Linked DNA regions of Mus musculus: region 2 is linked to region 1. The links are chromatin contacts, called in public HiChIP or PLAC-seq maps. All regions are on one chromosome and are shown on one strand. The core of a region is the stretch at or near the end of the contact, and the rest is flanking DNA. Distances in the headings are between cores, read along the strand shown. Region 1 has its middle 14 kb from the start of Lama1. Region 2 has its middle 47 kb from the start of Epb41l3.

Region 1 (2,919 bases), core at 242-2,741:
GGAGTCATTCTGGGTAGATGAAAGTAGGTCAAGTAGTTCTTCCACTGGCCAGCTGTCAGCTTAAGAAACTGGCCCCTGACCCAATTCTTTTCCTAACAGAGATGACTGGGGTCTACCTAATGGTATTAGAAAAGCCAGAAATGGTAGGTGATTGTAGGAGGAAAATTGATGCATGTAAGCCCACCCTCATTCCTGATAAGACACCTTCCTCACTCACAAAATGTCTTCCTTCCTTCCTTCTTCCTTCCTTCCTTCCTTCCTTCCTTCCTTCCTTCCTTCCTTCCTTCCTTCTTTTCTTCCTGCTGCCTGTCTTCTTGCCTTCCTTCTTTCTATTCATCCCATCCCTGTTGAAAACACTGCCCTGATTTTTACATCTAGAGAGGTTTAACCAACTGTGTATTAAAGATACTGAAGAAAAATATTTTTCTGTCTATGTTGAACATGTACAAGCATGGCTTTGGCTGTTGTAAATACCCTTGAGATGGCCTGAGTCTATGGAGGATGTGTCTAGGCAGACATTATGCTAATATATATATATAGTATATATACTGTAGAGTTTGGCATCTGGGCATATCGCTAAAAAGACAGACACTTGTGATGTAACCATATCTGTTAAAGTAATCATATAGATTCTTTTTGTAAAGCCTTCCAGTATATTAAACAGATCTTTTATCTCTTGGGGAAGCTCCATATGGTGATAATGAGTTATTGATTCCATGTGGATTTAATTTCCCGGCATTTAGATAAGGAATTTTGCATCTTTACTTCTGAGGACTATGAGTTGATAGTATTCTTCGACTTGTCATGTACATTCATAGTTGTGATATCAGTATATTGTTGGCCTCAAAAATAAGTTGTAAGAGTTTCTTTTTGTATTTAATAGACCGAGTATAGAAAAGAATGTATTGTTTCTCATTTAAATGCCTGGTGTAGTTCATCAGGGAAGTTGACATAAGTTCTTCCTATGAGACCAGGCATGCCTTGTCCGTTTTGATGGTTTTCTACTTATTTACTGAAGCCGTTCTTTCTCGTTGAACTCAGAGCTCATCAATTCAGCTAACTGTCTGCTTTGCTCTGTGCTGAAAGATGGTTTTCTTAGGAGTAGAATTCCAGGGTGGCAGCTGTTTTCTTTCAGTCCTTGGAGGACTCCACTCTATTGTCATCCAGCTTGAGGGCTTTCGGATGCAGTCTTCCCTAAGCCTTATCTTTGCTTCCCCGAGGACAGTAGATCTTGCTCTCCTGTCTGCTCTCACAATTTAATCTTGGTGGTTCTCAGTGATTTGATGGTGCTGTGTCCTAACCCATTTTTCTTTTATTTGTTATGTACTGTGTGCTGTTCATTGTGATGCTTAGGTTTGTTCGCATGAGGGTTTGATGGAATTAAGAAAGTCTGGGCCACTGTTCCTTTAAACGTTTGTAGTCTTTCCTTGTATGTGTTCTTCTGGAATTCTAGTGGCTTGTGCAGGACACAGCACGATGTTATCCCGCAGGTTACTGTTACAGGGCCCATGACGTAGGGTCTTTTGTTCTCTATCTCTGCATTCTCGTAGCTTGGATCACTTTGTCTACAGATCGGATGAGCCTCCCTTCCCCATTATGAAATGCTAGTCTTCCTCAGTGACTCCTGACTTTGGTGACATATTTTTTTCAGGTCTCTAGAAATCCCCCTTAAGCTTTTTTCTCTTCTCTGGTCTTTCCTTTTTATCAAATCCATCCTCCTCCTCCTCTCGTTTTTGAGCATACAGATATTTTACAATCCTTCATCCGTTGTCACTACTGGATACTTTTCTCTGTCAATCAACTTTTCTTTTTAGCTCTTACTTCTCACTTTCTTTGTCTGTGGCTTACAACGGGATGCATTTTACTTGTTTGCATTCTAGATTTTTTTCTTCTGTCTCTTTTCTTTCTCAACTTCTAAATGGCAGTTCCGCAGCAGTTAAAGGTCAGGGTTATATCTTGAGGTCCTGTAAAATAAATAAAGACATAACCCAGTATCGCTGAGACAGGTCTGCAACCCTACCTTCTTGGGAGGTTGAAGCAAGACCTTCTCAAATTCAAGGCTAACTTGGGCAATTCTGTGAGAACTTATTTCAAAAGAACGTTAAAAAGAAATCTGAGAATATGACTCAGTAGTAGAACTTGCATGCTTGCATAGTTTGAAGCTCTGGGGTAAATCTGACTACCACTAAGCAAATAAAGAAACAAGCCACTAAATGAATTGAGTGAGTCCATTTGAGTCTTCAGGAAGATCTGCATGGGCTAAGACATTAGGGTGACTTTGGACAATGTGATACCCATGGTGTGTCTGAGACGCCAAAGCTTTTAAATTCAGACCCCAGTTTAGAGAACCTGACCTAAGTTTGAACTCAGGTAGACTAACAGTCTCGTATCGAGCATTAGTTTCCAAGTTGCTCCCCAACAGAACCCGAGCCTTGCCCCAACAGAACCCGAGTCTCTAGGCCAATCCCCAACAAGAGCAGAGTTTCCAGGTTACACCCCCAACAAGACCAGTGTCTCCAGGTTATTCCCCCAACAAACCTGCACCCCCAGGTTACAAGCCCACCCCCTGCCTAACGACCACCAATGCAGAGGGGAGCAGAAGTTAAGTTTATGATATGACTCCCAGCACCAGCCAATTATGCTAAAGACCACAGTAACTTTCCAATTAAATGCTTGCACACATATTCCCTGCTTGCTGTTTACTCTAAAGCCTTGCCCCACAGACATTCGGGGCTCCCCCACCACCAAAACTTTCCTGGATGATGGTGGTACTTTGGGGGGGGGGCTGAGCTAGCTCAAATAGAATAAAGACCCTGCTGTGAGTTGCATCAGATCAGCTCCTGTGTGTGTTTTTTGGGGATCACTAACCCAAGCACCCTGGCACAACACCTCCTACTGTCTTCTGTAGCAAATTATGTA
Region 2 (2,919 bases), core at 214-2,713, 1.4 Mb before region 1:
ATCCATCCATCCATCTTCCATCCATCTACCCACCCATTTATCCATCCTTCCTTCTATTCATTCATCTATCCATGTGATCCATCCATCCTTCCTTCTATCATCCATCTATCCATCTGATCCATCCATCCATTCATCCATCCTTCTTTCTATCCATCCATCTATCCATCTGATCCATCCATCCATTTATCTATTTATTCATCCTCTATCTTTCATATTCTCTCTGTCCTTTTTATCAAAAATATTAATGGACCCACATAGCCATGTGTCATTTTTCAAGTTTATGAAGTCTGTTTGGGCTGTTAAAAAATGCCATAAACAGGGTAACTGATAAACAATAGAAGTCTATTTCTCATGGACTCAGACTCTGAGAATTCCAAGATAATGATTCCATTATAGTTAGTGTCTGGTGAGGACCCATTTTTCTCGTTCATGGATGTGACCTCTTGTCTGTACCTCACATCTTGGAAGGAGTCAGTGGCCTCCTTTGTGTCTCTTTCACAAAGATGTTGTTAACATTGTCCATCCTGAGGCCCTCGATTCAGGATCCAATCTTTTCATCTCTCCCAGGTCCCTCTACTCGACACTGTTCCCAAGGGAACTGGGGTCCAGGTCATGAGCATAGAGTAGTTTGAGGGTAGACATACCATTCAGACTATATAGCAAAGATGAGAAACAACACAACATAGCAACACAGATGGGACTTGGGGTGTGTTGTTTTCTTTCATAAAATTTTATGCAACTGCCTCTCTACTCTGACCCCTAAGTAAAAGATAAAAATGTAATGTCAAGAAGAAGAGAGAGATGAAGTAAATGCCCCAATTTTTCAATCCATCAATGTTTTTTTGTTCTAAAAGTAAGAACACCACATTATAGAGGCATGACGTAACTCTTTACAATGACCCCCACATTCCAAAAAAATGGGAAAACAGCCAAGCCACTGCCCAGGCAATCATCATCTGGGGAAGATCTTCAATGTGTCTACGGTAAAAGAATATTAAGCTAAGTGAGTTTTTATTTATGCAAAATACTTTAGATAATGGAAAATTTCCTCAGTCTTTGAAAACAGAAAGACAGTGAGCTAATCAAAAATAATTCAGCCGAAGTAAAGTCTTATTAGAAAATCATCCCATTTTAGTGGAATTTATTTTTTGGCTTTTGTTTTTTTAAATAAAAACGTTCATCGGGGTACTAGTCTTCTGTGTTGCCCAAATTAAAAGTCACAGTTTATTTAACAAGTAGATTTTGTTACAAAAATTAGTATAAAAATTATGTACAATGAATTTCAATACAAAAAGCAGTAGGCAAGTGTACAGACTCTAGTGCAGAGCTGCAAAATCAAAGGACTGGGAAATAAACAGAACACTAGAAGTCACGTTAGAGGGACACGTAGGACTGCCTAGTCCCCAGGAGTATCATCAAGCTTTGTTTGCATCACTACAGGGAACTATGGGTATCTGGAGACTTCTGGGAATGGCCTGTGTTAGCTCTGGCTTTGTCTATTGTCTACTTCCAAATCAATTGCCATTAAAAACCACTCTGTGCCTCTTGGCCATATCTCTTGGCATTGTTCCATCAGTCACATCACTATACAAACATGGGCTCCATGGAAGGACCAAACAGGCTAATGATGCTGCACTTGAGCATCATCCAGACCCTTAAGAAAAACAAGCACCAGGGCCCAGTCTCAGGGGAGAAGGACTTAATTATGGGTAGACTTCAATCACAAGCTGGGTAAAGGAACAGCGTGGCTGACAAAGCACGGACCTTTTCTTGGCCTGGTTCACTGTTTTGCTCTTAATTGCACATAACAAAACTAGGCTACTGAACTCTAATTCCATGGGACTCAGTATGTATATGGGAAAAGCCTTTTTCTTGTAGGGTCTTGTACTGAAATAAAATACCCAACACACACACACACACACACACACACACACACACTCACACACACACACACACACCCTTGCAGTTTACATTTTGATAGTAAATTATGTCTTTTCGCTCTGGGGTAGGCAATATTATGACATATGACTATGGTGCTGGGAATTGAACTGGGGCCTTGTACATATCTGGCAAGCACGCTAGCCCTGAGTTGCTTCCAGCTCTGTTTCTACATTTTAGTTTCAGGTGGCCTCTCCCAGGCTGCCCTGGCTGGCTTAGAACCCCTCTGTATCCCAGGCAGGCCTTGAACCTGCAGTCTCCCTGTCTCACCCTCTTGAAGCTACAGAGTCACAGACCCTGTGCTCTAGGTCAGCTCACCAAGCTGTTTAGAAGGCGGACATAAGAACCAGCTCTGAGGGCTGGAGAGATGGTTCAGCTATTAAAGAGCACTGGCTGCTCTTCTAGATGCCCCGAGTTCAATTCCCAGCAACTACATGGTGGCTCACAAGTATCTGTAATGGGGTCCGAAGCCCTCTGGTGTGTCTGAAGAAAGTGACAGTGTACTCATATACATATAAATAAATAATTCTAAAGAAGAGGAGGAGGAAGAGAGGGGAGGAGAAGCCAGCTCTATAAATGGCTTGCCTCTTTCACACAGATCTTAAGCATCAATTAATCAAATCAGAAAAACACTTCTCTACTGCCCTTATTTCTTCCAGAATTGAATAATCAAGAAACAGTGCTGGGTGACATGAGGTCATCAAGACAAAAAACTATCATAATTGGGAAGGTCTATGAATTAACAAGAAAATTACCTTCCTTGAAAGAATTAATTAAAACCTTATTAGAAGACTGTAAAACACTACATTATGAACACCTATTAAGTATGTAGAATTAATGGATTCACACCAGGTGTCTTACTTGCCACTAAAACTCTCAATGCTAAAATAGAAGTGTGGTTCAAAATGCTAGGCAATGTCTTCTGGGTACACAGCCATAACTTACTCACTATGGAGGGCAGTCTAGTTGTCAAAGACCCAA

What was found. HiChIP or PLAC-seq counts read pairs in DNA pulled down with a chosen protein or histone mark.
Region 2: an H3K27ac HiChIP or PLAC-seq map of extraembryonic endoderm stem cells shows a contact between it and region 1, with 15 times the contacts expected there. The contact joins two enhancer-like sites. A contact is called at or near these places in 1 of 39 promoter capture datasets (liver) and 3 of 115 datasets of contacts at active chromatin or transcription factors (astrocytes, extraembryonic endoderm stem cells and stem cell-derived neural progenitor cells).

Annotation. Positions count from the first base shown.
Region 1 is chr17:67,681,908-67,684,826 of GRCm38.p6, reverse strand. No RefSeq gene overlaps it. Among named protein-coding and RNA genes, the nearest start is that of Lama1, 14 kb to the left of the region's middle. Within about 2 kb of position 1,491, at least 11 of the 459 cell types and tissues checked have an H3K27ac peak or open chromatin away from gene starts, as enhancers often do. A contact at or near this core is called in extraembryonic endoderm stem cells, where this site is marked.
Region 2 is chr17:69,111,150-69,114,068 of GRCm38.p6, reverse strand. It overlaps a transcript of Epb41l3 not described here. Among named protein-coding and RNA genes, the nearest start is that of Epb41l3, 47 kb to the left of the region's middle. Within about 2 kb of position 1,463, at least 5 of the 459 cell types and tissues checked have an H3K27ac peak or open chromatin away from gene starts, as enhancers often do. A contact at or near this core is called in extraembryonic endoderm stem cells, where this site is marked.